Linked DNA regions of Danio rerio: region 2 is linked to region 1. The links are chromatin contacts, called in public Micro-C maps. All regions are on one chromosome and are shown on one strand. Each heading gives the region's core, a stretch centred on a gene start, on an enhancer-like site or on the middle of the called end of the contact. The rest is flanking DNA. Distances are from core to core; before and after follow the strand shown.

Region 1 (7,785 bases), core at 2,673-5,172:
ATTTTTAAGAGTTCACACTTAGCTGATGATTGATAATTAAAGCTTGTTCGTCATGCTGTCTCGAAAGAGAGCCCTCAGCTCATAAGATCCTCGAGCCTGGGGCTCCCTCCTATTTGCAAGGCAAAAGGGGAGTTTGAGCTCAGGTAGATCTCTAGAACTCCTCTACTGTAGTAGTAGTAATAAACAGAGAGTGATTGCTCTTAAAAGATAACTACTTACAAGGTGCATGTCTATGGTGCTGATTTGGATAAGTCAATTAATTTGAGTTGTGTGTTTTTGGATAGTGGGAAGAAACCATTTGAGCATGGGGAGAACGTATAAACTCCACACAGAAACGTCAGCTGGCTTGGTAAGGGCTAGAACCCGTGATGTTTTTGCTGTGAGGCAACAGTGCTAATCTCTGGGCCACCTTGCCACCAATCTATGAAAGGAGGAGGAGTAGGGCTGAAAGGGGGGATTCTTCAAAGCGAAGATGGCTGTTATATGGAACTTAAGGTATTTAGAGTGGCTTAGGAATAATCTGATTGGTGAATCATAAATTAGATAATGTGAGACCGGCCGCAAGCAGTCATAAGCATGTGATACTCTCGATATTGTTTTATAAATAAACTTCACATAATATGATTAAGACAATACTATGATTAAGAATCTACTATGTAAACAGAGATTTTTGATTATTTAATCCAATGAAGGTCATAATTTAACTAAACAGAAATCAAATTAAGACGTTTAGTATGTTGATTTTAATCACATTGTTGAAGTGGAGAACAAACATGTAAACACCACAATCAAACTACTACCGTCGTGTAGGATTTTAGCTGCATTTTGCTACAGCATAGTTTAAACACACAAGAGTGACACTATTCTCTGCACCTACCTACTATGCCAGCGGTTTTCAAACTGTGGGTCGCGACCCACTAGTGGGACGCACAGTGAACAAAGGTGGGTCGCGCAACGTCTTATAGCTGCAGCTATAATTACATTGCGGTGAATCAAAACCAATACGATTGACGCCAATAACTCAAAAACCTCTTACCCTAAAAATATGTGTTTCCCACAAAAAGATAAAGCTGGTTATGTTTCACAGCTGTCTTTTTCTTTTTTTTTTCGCTCGACATTACGAGCACTGCTGAGTTTGAGCGCTCGCACTCTGCGTTTAGCCGATAGAGCTTGCGCTGAGTGGAGCTCTCAGTAAGTGCTTTTTTTTTTTTTTTTTGCTCCGTCCTGCGTGTTTTATTTTAAACACTACTAATTTTCTCTTAAATGAGCACAAACAGTTACTAAAGTAGTCGAATGCTTCATTATAGATCTGTGCATTCCTACATTAACTCATCTGTAATCAAACGAAACACAATGAGAGATTCATTTGCTGCTCTTCACTAAATAACTATAGTAACTTTAATCAGTATGCAAATACAATAAAAGTGAAGTAGATTTTATAGCTTTATTTAATTTCTGTATAGGCCATTGATTTTACTAGGCTAAAATTTTTATTTTATTGTCAATATTTTCTAATGTTTGCTATGTATTCTATCATTTGAAGCTATTTGTTGTCCCATATTTTTTACATCCCAACGTTGACAGATTGCTAATCAATAAATAGCTATAGTGCTATCTGTTAGTTTTAACGTCACCTAATGTTATGGAAGGGCATAGATGTTATTTAAAATAGTAATAGTAATGTAACTACCCCCATCATTCCTTCCTCAAGCAAATGTGTAAATATTAGATCAATTCAGCTATAACGTTAATTGCAGCGGCATATTTATCTGACCTTTTCCCAGCTTGTAGTATTCGATCAAAAAGCTATTTAGTTTCTTATGACTATACACTAGCAGTGGAATTTACTGCAATGTGACTGTGAATTTACTGCAATGGGCTTGATCATAATCCAGGGGCTCGATCATATTCTCTTCTAAAAAAAGAAGAGTATCTTTTTCAACAAAAAAATTATCAGTTAGCCAGCAGCCCACAAAAAGCACTTCGAGCCTAATTTTGTGCATATCAAATCGCAAAATCCAAAAAGCCGCACACCATATATTTTTGACTGCTTTGAATGGAGACTTTTTTTTTTTTTTTTTAACCATTTTTCCATATTAAAATATTATGGTGGGTCTTGAGATTGAATTACTTGCCTAGATGGGTCCCGGAATAAAAAAAGTTTGGGAATCCCTGTACTATACTATATGATCAGGCAGGAGCCTTGAGCTCAAGTATCTCCAAGCTCAGGGTTCTCTCCCGGGACAGCATGCCCAATGCCACAATCACTATGAAGCAATAAATAAATGTGAACTTCTGAATCATTTTTAAAACAATATAGTTATTGATTCCATCATCACACCTCAACTATAAAGATGATGACATAAGTGGAGTTGTCTAATGAACAATAAAAACTTTTCTGACAGCCAAAAAGAATACGTTTGGAAAAAAGGTATGCATGTAACCCTCGTTTTATGTGCATTATTTGAGTACAACTGTTATGTTGTCAAATAGTCTGAACTAATGTAGTAAATCACCAATTGTAACATTGTGAAAATCACATAAATATCAGATAAGAACACTACAACATTAACGCCAATAGTTCATAATAGATGTATCCTCTCTCTTTCATTACTATTATTATTATTATTATTATTATTATGTAATAATACATGACAACATATGTTTTAATGTTCATTTAAGGCAGAGGTGTCCAAATTTGGTCCTGGAGGGCCGGTGTCCTAGATATTTTAGTTCCAACCCCAATTAAACACACCTTAACCAGCTAATCAAGCTCTTTCTAGGTATACTAGAAACTTCCAGGCAGTTGTGTTGAAGGAAGTTTGAGCTAAACTATGCAGGACACCGGCCCTCCAGGATTGAGTTTGGACACCCCAGATTTAAGCTCTTAAAACCAACAGACAATGATATTATATACCAGTCAAAAGTTTGGGGTTAGTAGGATTTTAAAATAAGATTATCTTCTCACCAAGGCTACATTTATTTGATCATAAAATAAAAATTGTAAAATTGTGAAATGTTATTGCACCATAAAGTAACTGTTCAAAAGTAGTTTATTATTTAATAATTTATTCCAGTGATCTTAAAGATGAATTTTCAGCTTCATTTCTCCAGTCTTTAGAGTCACATGATCCTTCAGAAATCACTCTAATGATAATAATTATAATTAATATTATTAATGGTGATAGTAATAAAAGCAATAATGACTGGAGTAATAATTTCATTTGAAACTACAAACAATACGAAAGCAGTTATTTGACATTTGAATGCCGCCTTTAAAAAGAATAAGAAAATCTGACCTCAAACTTTTGACCAGTAAAATATATATATATATATATATATATATATATATATATATATATATATATATATATATATATATATATATATATATATATATATATATATATATATAAAATGGTGATTTATGATAAGATTTTGAGAGACAAATCTTTACTGTTGCCCCTTTCTTTCTGCTGGAGGAAGGTTTTATCCTAATCTTACTATCTTACAAGATTACAACTAAACAGGGTCATTGCCCAGCAGTTAAATTAATTAGAAAATTAGAAACACACCTTTATTACATGATTAGGGTATTAACATAACTGGCCTGAATACATGTGCACATTTCAATTTAATAATAAAGTCTGTTTCTTTAACTTTATGCTGTTACTATCAAAGCTATATGAAGCAAACTGTAACCACAACAATACCGTATGCATTGCCATTGTTTTGTGGTGTTTACGTCATTGGAGCTCACGATAAAAGAATCCAACTCGATTTGCTGCTTTTTATGCCAAACATGAACATGTTTCTATTGACCTTCACTGAGGAGTATTTTCTGATGAAATAAAAATACACCAAACGTAATATAGGCTGCAAAGCATTTTATCACCACTAGATGGAAGCAGAACACCGCTCTTCACACGTACAAAGAGCATTTCTGATGAGCTCTAAAAACACGAGCTTACCTACATCACTTACAACCATCAGGTCAAAAGAGCAAGATAGACAGACAAGAACAAAGACTGAACAAGAACAAGAAAGCAGCATCCTTCTGTTACACTCAAAGAAATAAGATAAAAAAAGCCAATGGCGGTGTATTAGCACAGCTGCTTCAGCCGTTTCTTCCTCTATTTCATATTCCTGTCAGGTGTTTACCACAGGGCATGAGTATGCAAATTACAACTGCTAACGAGCTAAGCTGTCATTTCATTCAGAGCATATCAGTGCTTACACACACACACACACACACACACACACACACACACACACACACACACACACACACACACACATACATACATACACACACTCCGTGAAGTGATGTCTCTTTCCAGAATAAGCCTGATAGCCATTTGATATATAAGACATCACTTTGACTTTCCTCCATCATGGTCTGGAGGGCTTTCTGAGGGCATGTCATATATCTGATACCCTGCTGCTGTCTAAAAGAGAGAGAGATCACGAGGGAGAAATGAATGAATGAGTGTCATGAGGAGAAAAAAGGGGTTAATAAAGCGAGAGAGAGAGAGAGAGAGAGAGAGAGAGAGAGAGAGAGAGAGAGAGAGTGAGAGAGAGAGCTGATTGTAGATGAATCTGCTCAAGTGCAAAGTATCGGGGTTTGAGGGAGGGATTGAATCTGAACCTGCTGAACACTAGAAATCGTTGTTCTGGTTATTCAGTGCTTCTTCAGATGAAACTGTACTTATTTTGTCTTATTTACTCAGAAACTCTGAAAGAAATCAGCAGAGAAGTTTTCTTCTACAAATCATGACTCAAAAATCTGGAGTCAGTAAAATCCTTGCTTGATACGGTTATTATTTTTTGTTATTATTATTATTTTAAAGTAGCTAAGGCTCAGATTTTGATGAAGAATGTGTTGTAAAATCAGTATTACTGTGCACTATTATAACTTTAAATATTTGACTTGTTTTTTAATATCATTAGAAATGTAAAAGCCTCAAGTTTTCAAAGCCAAAATTACTCAAGTTTTCAGTGCAACATGATCCTTCAGAAATGATTTTACTATGCTGATTTTTTATTAATAATGTTCAAAACTTAATGATAATTCTTCTTAATCCTCTTCGTCCCACATGAGATCTTAAGGCTGCATATATAATATTTGGTGGTTCGGGGAAGTTCAAAGGAATCACATTTTTTTAAAACAGAAATATTTTTACAATTTTGCAAAAGTCTTTACTGTCACCTTTGATCGGTTTAATGCATTCTTGCTAATAAATAGTTTCAGCCATCCATTCAAATTACACCACACACATCGACAGTACATAATTTAGTACAAACTAATTCAACTGTCAGACCCAACAAGAACATAAAAAACTATACAGAGAGATCTCTCTCTCTTCTCTGCTATAAAATTCTAACATAATAAATAAGCTTTTATAATTTCACAAATATATAAAATATATAGTTGTATAAAATATAACCCAATTTTAAAAATCTCTGAAGAGAATAACTTAATACTTAAATACCTATTTCACTATTTTCACCATCACCATATTCACCACTTAAAGGGATAGATCAGCCCAAAAGCAACGTTTTGCCATCATTTACTCACCCATTATCCATTTACTTTGTTTTGAACACAGAAGATTTTGTGAATATTGTTTTTCGAATTAATTATATTGAACTTATTATAATATTACTTTTAAATATTGTCTGTCATACACACTTGGCACTGTTTTATAAACAATTTATTGAATCCGTTTGATCTTCCTGCATTGTGACTTGGTACGATATTCTGAGTCTGTCAAACGAGAACAGGTTGAGTAGCCTTGTGAAGGTGGCAGGCGAGATCATGGGTTTTAACCAAACTTGTCTAATAGTAATTTAGCGTTATTATGTTTTAAAGAGAGCTCAGGGTATCTTATGGACCCTGGATCACCCATTGTACTCTGTGTTTCAGCCACTGCCATCAGGACATCTTTTCAGAGTTCCTATTTGCAGGACAAATAGAATTAGAAAGTATATTATAATGGTGGCCATTAAGTCATTAAATGAGTCCAGTGAAGAGGAGGAGATGCATCTAAAAAATTATGTATTGTATGTTTTGTGGCAATATTTTAATAATGTGTACAAGGAACTTCGCCTGTGTTATGACACCTTGCTGCAATTTTAGTTTCCCTAAACGAGACAATAAAGTTGAATCTGAGTCAGTATTAAAACACTAACAAATCTCAAAATGATTTATCACTATAATTCACATGCACCTGCACTTGATTTAAAGAAATGTATAGGTTATTGGCCATACCAAGAAAATAACATACAATAGAGTGTGATGGCAATGAATGAGGCAACCATATGTAAGCAGTATACCAGCTATAGTAGTGTCCTACTTAGGAAGCCACATGGGTTTAGAGTGATTATGACCCCATAAACCTGAACCACAGCAGTGCAGCTACTCATCCATGTGAAGTGGCCACTCTGCAGGGAAGCCCACGGTGACTGTGGTCAGGACTGAGAGAAGATGAAAGTGTGGATCTGGCCGAGTCTGGCACTGAGCAGCAGGAGGCCTGGAGCACTGGCAGGTCGACCCGTTCTGTCTCTACGGCTTCATTAATAAATGATGGACAGACCTTTTTCAACTCTCACAGCTTAACTGACATTGAGAATGGCTTACAACCACATGCCCAGTGTAAAAAAGCGTTGTCTATATGATCAGTATTTTTAGACCTCTTGTTAAGGTGTGTTTTTTCTATCTGATCACAAGTAGGTGATGTGAAATACAGGTGTAAATGGAGTCTGAAATGTTTTGCGCTTGTCCACTTCCACTTCAAATGTTTTTGACTGGATTGCTTTCAAATGTTCATGTGATTTATGGCAACAAAACAGCTCCAGCACACCACTTACTCTCTGCCTACTGACCTAATTGTTAAACATTCTGGGTAAGCTTCATTTAAAGGTGAATAAAAGTAAAAGAGAGCAAATATTTTCATTAAGTGCAAAAAGTGATAGACACTACATACACTATCTATTAATATAGCAGATATTAGCGTCTGAGTATGACAGTAAAAACCAGTTTTCAATAATACGATGCTTAGTTCAAATGCTAATATTCATCACATGGATGTTGCTTAACCCTTTAACTGTCTGGTCTACCAAATGGGTGATCATGTTTTAAATAATGACTGTTTTAAATAATGGTTTACACACACAGCACTGTTGGTTTACAGAAAAATCAAACAAACATAATCCTGCTGCACTACTACACTTGATTTTTGTTTTATTGTAAAACAATAACAACAGGAACAAATGTTAAATGAGAATCTGAAATATTTAATAGCATACTTCAAAAAATGAGGATGATTTAGTATTCACAAATGTTTTATTATGAATATGTTTTGGAATAAATCGGTCTTACACTTCATATTTTCAGATTTTTTATAGTATATGGATCAATTCCGGTACTTTTACCATAAACCGACATTTGGTAGAGGTTGACATTTTAGAAATTATGGGATGTGTTGAAAAGAGAAAAAAAATGAGTGTGTTAACTAGTGACATTAGGATGTTTTAGGATTTTTTTTTCTTGGTGGGGTAGTTGAAGGGTTAATGGGACAATAAAGCTCTACCTACATCTACCCCAACTCTAACCCTAAACACTTTCTTTCTGTTAACTGTCATTTTGCTTATTATAATTAATAAATGCTCAGGAGTACAGACCAAAGGTTGGTCTCATTTCAAAGTAAACATTAAGCAGATCATTAATAAATTAAAAGCAATTACAAAAATGAAAAAGTAAATAAATATATAAACGTTCAAGCT
Region 2 (7,785 bases), core at 3,321-5,820, 170 kb after region 1:
TTTTCAGTAAATATAAAACTGATTTTTTTTAATGTTTTTTTTTGTGTGTGTGTAAAGGCACAACAACAATAAATTCCATTAACAATAAAGAATAAAAATACTTTTAAAAAATCATGAGATCCTTTGATTTTTTTTGTTGTTAAACATTTCACAACACTTTTCATAAATAATTTTTTTTTTCTCCAATATCTTAATTTAATTTACTTAAAATAGAAATAGAATTATGCAAACGTTTTGTTACGAGATATGCACACTGTTTAATTAGTTTTATAATAGTAAAATGTCTGCATGAACACAGGACTTTTGCTAGCTCAAGTGCGTAGTGGACAGCAAACACCAAAAGGTGCGGATATCAATAAAGAAAATGTATTTATCAGAAAATGCTTACCAAATGTTTATTAAAAATGCCTTAAATGTTTAGTTTACAATACCTATAGTTTTGTTTTGCCAGTTGTTTTGCATTATATTACTTAATAATTCATGTTTATAAGTTTCTTTAACATATGCTTTTAAATTTAAAAAATGTAAAAAAAAAATTTGCAGAAACTCCACTCAAAATATTGGGGTAAAATGAATTTCCATATTTTAAAGAGGTGGCAGGAAAATGGAATTTAATTCAGTGCTTCTTGTCCAGTCTGAGACCCACTTTATATAAAAAAATCCATTAGGCAGTTAAGATTACCGATTAAAAAAAAAATATATATATATATCTTTAACGCAGCGATTTTGTAATGGAAAGACACTTCACTGGATGCCGTCAGGCTGGTTGGCTGAAAATGATCTCTGTGTGCATATATTTAATTATATATTCAAATTAAACATTAGTTGATGTTTCATTTTAGTAAAATCATGGTGAAGAAGATACCCAAAATGTCATAAATGTACACCTACTGAGCGAAGCCTGTGATATAAAGAAAACCTGAAAACTGATACTAAAATGGATATATATTTTTGAGTTCACACTTTAAAAAGCTGGAAATATGTAAAGTGTGAAGTGAAAAGCTACTTGGAATAGTCAGTAATCCACAGCCTCCTTCAAACCAGCGACAGGGACTCAGATTCAACAATCGCAGTGTGTGAAAATAACAGTGTTAAAATAGGGCCGACATCTCACATCTTACACGTGCTGATTTGAGTGAGAGAAAGCACGCATCTTGTTAAAAAGATCTTCAGCACCTTACCAGCATACATAAACCACTTACTATACTATTAGAGACAAACCAAGATTCAGAAGACTTTATAATGTTCGCAATACAATACAATCACACAAATAACTATTTTATTTTCCACAGAAACGCCATAGAACATAGATCTCAAACTGGATTCCTGGAGGGCCGCAGCTCTGCACAGTTTTGCTCCAACCCTAATCAAACACAGCTGATTCAACTCATCAAGGTGTTCCAAGACTACAACGAACTATTAAGCAGGTGTGAGTTGGAGGTGGTTGGAGCTAAACCATGGAGAGCTGCAGCCCTCCAGAAATTGAGTTTGAGACCATTGCTATATACTAATATTTTGTGGTTTACCATAGAACCTTTCAGTAAAAAAGTTCTTCAAAGTGCCAATTTTTAATTTTCTAATAATCTCATTTATTACAGTGAATAGAATTTCATCACCTTAGAATTATAAGGTTCTATCTGACATTTTTGTCAAAACTGAATTATTTACATATTCCTATTAAATGACAACTCATTTACATAATTGCATGTTTTCTAAGTTGTTTACATTTTAAGACTTTAAAAAAAAAAGAAAAGGTTTATCTACAAAGTCGAACTCTAGCTTGGCTCTATAAGGTTCTTTCTGTGAGCCAAGCAGCATTTCGAACACACACAATCATCAGGATCAACTTTCTTTTGTCATTTCACCAGACTGCTCGGTTGTTAAAAAAAAAACAGTAATATAAGAAATGTGAAATATTTTTATTTGTGTATATATCCGCTTTTTAAGCCATGACGTATCAGTGACATATGGAATACTGTTTCACTCATTTGAATTGAGAAAATCTTCATTTATGGACATTTTTTAGTCCTAGCACACAATAAAGTGAATTTTATATAATATCATAGTGTACACCAGGGATGTCAAACTCAATTCCTGGAGGGCCCACAGTTTAGTTCCAACACACTTACCTGTAGGTTTCAAACAAGCCTGAAGGACTCAATTAGTTTGATCAGGTGTGTTTATTTAGGGTTGGAAATAAACTGCAGGGCTGCGGCCCACCAGGAATTGAGTTTGACATCCCTGGTGTACACAACAGTCTCTAGACCTGCTGCATCACAAAATACCAACATTTTAAACAATTTATAAAAAATTCATCACTTTCTGGCCATCTGATACTAGGCAATGATGAATATATTGCGATCGTGATTTTCAAAAGTATTACATCGATTTGTACACAGTTATTAATTTGAGTCTCCCCATACAGTACACAGCACAGTATCATAAGAGGTCTTTTCTGTACCATTTAACATACAACTTTTTCAAAGGTATAATACTGTTCCTTAAGGAACATTATTTTTACCATTGTGTACCTTTTTTCTAAGAGTGTAGAATATTATATATTGTAGTTAAATGGGCTATATGTACAGCTAGTGATTTTTAGACCAAAGGTAAACTTCGGGTGAAAGGTTTCTGTGACTATTTTCACATTTATAGGGTTCCTTTTACAGCATCGTAATGTAATTAAAATACAATCATTTAAATAAACTTAAGCATTCATTTAGTTGTTCAAGCATAAAATGGGATAATAGACCGTGTAACCCCTAGTGGCGTCAGTACCAGCAGGCTGGCGCAGAAACTCCACTCAAAATATTGGGGTAAAATTAAAAACTTTATAAACACATTAAAGTGAATTTTATATAAAATCAGTGTACACTATAGTTTCTAGACTTGCTGCATCACAAATACCAAAATTAAAAAAATGTATAAAAAATTTATCACTTTCTGGCCATCTGATATTAGGCATGGATGTATAAATTTCGATCGTGATTTTTAAATTTATACTTCAGCGCTTTGTAAACGTTTATTATTACAATTTGATGAGTCTCCCCATACAGTTTGATAGAACGCTTGGACCAGGAAGCCGCTTCGCGTGATGTCACTGTTAACAAGCGGATAGTCAGTGAAACATTTTTCAGTGTTCATTAAACTTTGTTAAAGAACTCATTTGCTGTCTTTAAGTCTTTACATTTGATTTTAAGTACTTAATTTAATTAATGGGGTCTTAATTACAACAATAAATATTACCATATTAAAGTATGTAAAATTAACATCTGCACTGGACAAAATATTTAGCACAGCCTTGTCTGCTTAATTTGAACAAGAAAGAATATTCATCCTAAAACATTAAATAAATGTTGTAGAATGCAAAAATGTTACTTTCTCAAATACCAACATAATTTTACAATGCCAATTTTTTTTTAAATTAAATTAATAAGCAGACTGATTGCATTTATGAGTAAGGCGTCAATTAAATTTGCCAGATAGAATATTATAATTGCAAGCAGGAAAAAGATGTTTCAGAAAAAAAAAATTTTGATCATTTACATTTAGAGTACATTTAGAGACTCTGTCATGTTAATGTATGAAAGAGAACTTACACATATTGTTTGTTATATGACATGCAAAAACTTTGAATCTCAAGATCTCAAAATCATTTAGAAAGCAGATAGTGTGGTGATACACTTATACACACAATTCCCTTTAGTACATAATTCACCTGAGCTTTTATATGTCATTTTACACTGTTCTTTCAGGAAGCATTTGCTGTCAGTATTTTCTGACTAAGTTGGGTGGTCTTTGTAATCATAATGCTTTTTTTGTTTCTCAGTGTTTAACTAAAGATTTCTTTTTTCCCTTTAAGGACTAGTGTTGAGATGACGTTGTTTGTTTTGGTTAGAACGCAAATAGAACCATATAATTCCAATGTGACAATTTATGAACTAGGCATTGTTCACCCAGATTTACTCACCTAAAACCCTCAAGTGGTTCCAAACCTGATGAGTTTGTTCTGTTGAACACAAAGGATATAGTTTAAAGAATGTTCAAATCGGGTAGCTGGTATAGTATTTTTTTCACTATGGACGACAGTGGGTATCAGTTTCCAACACCCTTCAAAATATCTCCTTTATTGTGATCAGCAGAAGAAAGAAACTCAAAATTTGGAAGCACTTTAGTTTGTGGAAAAATTAACATTTTTGGATTATAACCGAAACATGCCATTTAAAAAGCTTTTTTTAAAGAACGTAGGTGCAGGAGGAAGAAACGGAATAAAACCCTTAATAGAACCCCTCAGACCGAAGCAGCAGCAGTGATCTCTTTGTCTCCTCTGAAGGGTCTCGAAGGAGCTGTGCTCGCATGCATGTGAAGAATCGCCCATAGCCACATTTGCAAAGGGCTGGCCAGGGAATCATTCTGATTAATGAAATAAGTTATCTGGAACACTGTGGAATTTATAGACTGATATACAGATATTATGACCCAAATTCTGGCCATTACTAAAAACTGCAACCACCTCTACCATTCCTAGCCTATTTCCAGGCAGTTACCATGGTTACAGTGAGAAAAAGAGTGGGGGAGAGGAAGAGGGAGATCTAATGCACATTTCAGAGAAACTTTGTCACCAACAAAGAAAGAAGAGAATGATGATGTGTTTTTCGAAGGAACGCCGCTGACAAAAAACAAAGAGCTGTGCTACGCATCGCTAATAACAACTCGTCTGAATTTATTGCATCAGCTTCTAACTCGCATTTTAATTGCGACACAGAAATGTCAAGGCTACCCTGCAGTTTCTGTAATGTGTAACCATTCCTGATGACCTCATTGAAGCCCTGGGTCCCTCCGGTCACCCTAAACCCTCCGTAGGCTGTTTCTCATTTCTCGCCAATGCTCAGAATAACAAAAAACAAAAGGCCACGATGACAGCATCTCATCCGACGGGCCCTAAACAATAACCTCAGTCCCCTTCTCAGCATCCCGAACACTTAACACTGGCCGGAGAACCACAACGCACAATACTTCATATGATGACGTCATGTAGATTGAATGAGTTTGATTCAAGTCACTCCATCCTCCAGCACATGGCGTGACAGCAACTGTGACGCACAGGTAACATTTAACCCTCATTTGCACAATACTTGTTATTCTAGGATGTAATGCACACCTGCTTTCTATTTTTCCATCATTTGAAGATGTTTGGTGTTAGTTTTTTTTTTTTTATTGGTAAGTGGAATAACTTCAATTTACTACATCCTTTAGTTAAGAAGTAATGGTCTTTTCCGAAAGAATAATTGATGCAAGATGTTGTTTATCAGAGTCACATGGGTGATATATATGCACAATGTGTAATTTAAAGTTAAAAATTTCTATAGGATGCTTTACAATATGTGTAAATGCATTGGATTAGTTAGTACCAAAGTCAACACTAGAGCTAATTTAACAAAAATACCTTTAGATCATGGTCTAAAATAATAGTACACCCCAATTAATATGTAAGAGAAAATATAAAAAAATATTAGAGGAAAAATAAAGAAAAACATAAAAAAACAAACGTGTAGTTTTTTTTCAATACCTAATTTAAATTTAATGTATTATCTTCATATTCCTTATGGTGTTTGATGACCAGACTTGTATTCTTATTAATCTAACTGTTAGCTAAAACTCTTTAGTTTAAATGTATCAAAATGTATTGTCTGTATTAAATGAAAAATTGATAAAATATTAATTTTTTAAAAGGGTTGTACTGTACTCATTTATGCTGTGCACTTTATATATAGCATCTATCACCCATATCAGCATCACACCAGATTCCTTTGTTTGAGATGAAGGGTTGTACAGTTTGCGCAAATGAAGAGAAATCAATAATCTAGCCTCTATCGTCCTCTTCTGGTTCAAAGTGGCATTACAAGATAAAAACGTTAACATTTCGTTTATAGTTAAAGCCTGTCTGTGGCTTATTTAAATAGATAATAATAATAATAATAATAATAATAATAATAATAATTTATTTTTAGACAAGCCAACAATAGATGGTTACAACAATGATATACTACTCGCTTCCAAAGGAAAAACCCATTACATAAACAATATTTGTTGATTAAAAATCTTGTACTTAATGGTGTAGCCTTTGTCCTTGTTTCGTAGGTTTATTCAAAATGCTTTTAAAATCACACAAGTCAATATGTAACTTAAGCTTAATTAATCATTTTAGTATACATTTCAGTTTATGTCTTGTCTTGTAAATTGTTTAAAAACGACAACACATGAATACAAAGGGTGTTACGGTGCACTGCTATTTGCTTATTAGGGCCAAAAGTAATGCTAGCAAAAATCAACAGATGGATACAGAGAGAGCCATTTACTGTTAAAATTATAAAAATTCTTGAAATATTAGCTTTTATATTTTGGTGTCTAAATATGTTTATGCATATTAACAAGTATTTACAAGAAGGATTGTTACTTACCCAGTGGAAAACAGCTGACACAACTGAACATATTCACACGAACAAGTTCGGTTAACTGAAATACAATAAGACGCGATTGAAACTAGGACTAAAATGTAAATTTGTAGAAGTTTTAAGAAAGGAATAAATTACCTGTTGAGAGTGTCGACAGTCTGTGTATTTGATGCTTCGAGAAAATAAGGCGCCTTTAACAGTCAAGAGGTTTAAAAGGCGGGAACCCTCAGCACAAATAACCATTTCAGAATGAAATGTTTTTTTTTTATTACGATATGGTTCTAAGTAAACGGTAGAGAAGCTAACTTTTTGTGTAGTTTGATAGCACACATGCTAGCTTTTAAACATGTTAACGTTTTTTAAAATATCTATAAAACCACAAATGGGGTAACACGTGGTCAAAATTAGTCATGCTCGATATTTTACCTGAACGGCGAAGGATAAGAAAGGAAAAGACGATGTGCATTTGAATTATTATAAAAAATAATGCACACACACGTAACACTCCCAGTTCAACATTTTGAGCAATGTTATGTTAACAGGCAATATGCAGACTGATGGCTATAGTTTTCTATTGGGATATAGGGCACCAAAATTGTATCTGGAACCGGTTGCCTAAACAATTATTTGCTGTGTCTCACTTGGTTGCCAATTGATGGCATCATTTCCCAACCCTACTGAAAAAACAGCTTAAACCAGCCTGGTCAACCAGCTAAAACCAGCCAACAAGCCTAGGCTGTTTTAAGCTGAATTTTTCAGCAGGGAAAATTGCCTGGCAACATTGCGCTAAAATTTGTCCAGTGTATCAGCAGTATAAATAAGTTAAAAAGAGGGATGAAAATACTGTATTATTAGACTAACAAGCAGAAAACATCCAAATTGTAGACCAGTATTAGCTCAGGGTCCTCTTAGTGCCATTGTTTGAAAGGAATGCCATCTTATTTCACCATCCACTGCAGCAGCTATTTGTTTGAAATGACAATAAATATTCAACTTTTCAGCTGAACTGAAAACCAGATACAACAGACACGAGCAAGACTTTTTTTAACCTGTTCGATTTATTTCAAGATGCGACCTTCACCTGTGTATTCCCATTCCCAATAGCTTAAGAAATCTTATTTACAGCACATAGTACAGAAACTCATCAAGATCGTTGAACTGAAGAAAAAAATAAAACACTTCACTGTTAACAACAAAAAGAATTGTGAACAAGTCACTTGAAGATCTTGAACATCCAAACGTGTATTTGTTCAAGATTTCCCTTCATAGTGAGCATTCTTAACCAGTATTGGCGGGATTGTGCAAAACTGTGTGGTTGGTGAGTCGGTGC

The links. A called contact is a pair of places that touch in the nucleus more often than the background predicts.
Region 2: a Micro-C map of caudal fin shows a contact between it and region 1, with 20 times the contacts expected there. The contact joins two enhancer-like sites. A contact is called at or near these places in 11 of 18 Hi-C or Micro-C datasets (caudal fin, embryo, fibroblasts and 3 more) and 1 of 4 datasets of contacts at active chromatin or transcription factors (caudal fin).

What each region holds. Positions count from the first base shown.
Region 1 is chr20:26,595,374-26,603,158 of GRCz12tu, forward strand. The region is part of intron 3 of bach2b (BTB and CNC homology 1, basic leucine zipper transcription factor 2b); the gene reads right to left. It also overlaps a transcript of gja10b not described here. Among named protein-coding and RNA genes, the nearest start is that of gja10b, 22 kb to the left of the region's middle. Within about 2 kb of position 3,923, at least 7 of the 62 cell types and tissues checked have an H3K27ac peak or open chromatin away from gene starts, as enhancers often do.
Region 2 is chr20:26,760,066-26,767,850 of GRCz12tu, forward strand. It overlaps a transcript of map3k7 not described here. Among named protein-coding and RNA genes, the nearest start is that of bach2b, 25 kb to the left of the region's middle. Within about 2 kb of position 4,571, at least 4 of the 62 cell types and tissues checked have an H3K27ac peak or open chromatin away from gene starts, as enhancers often do.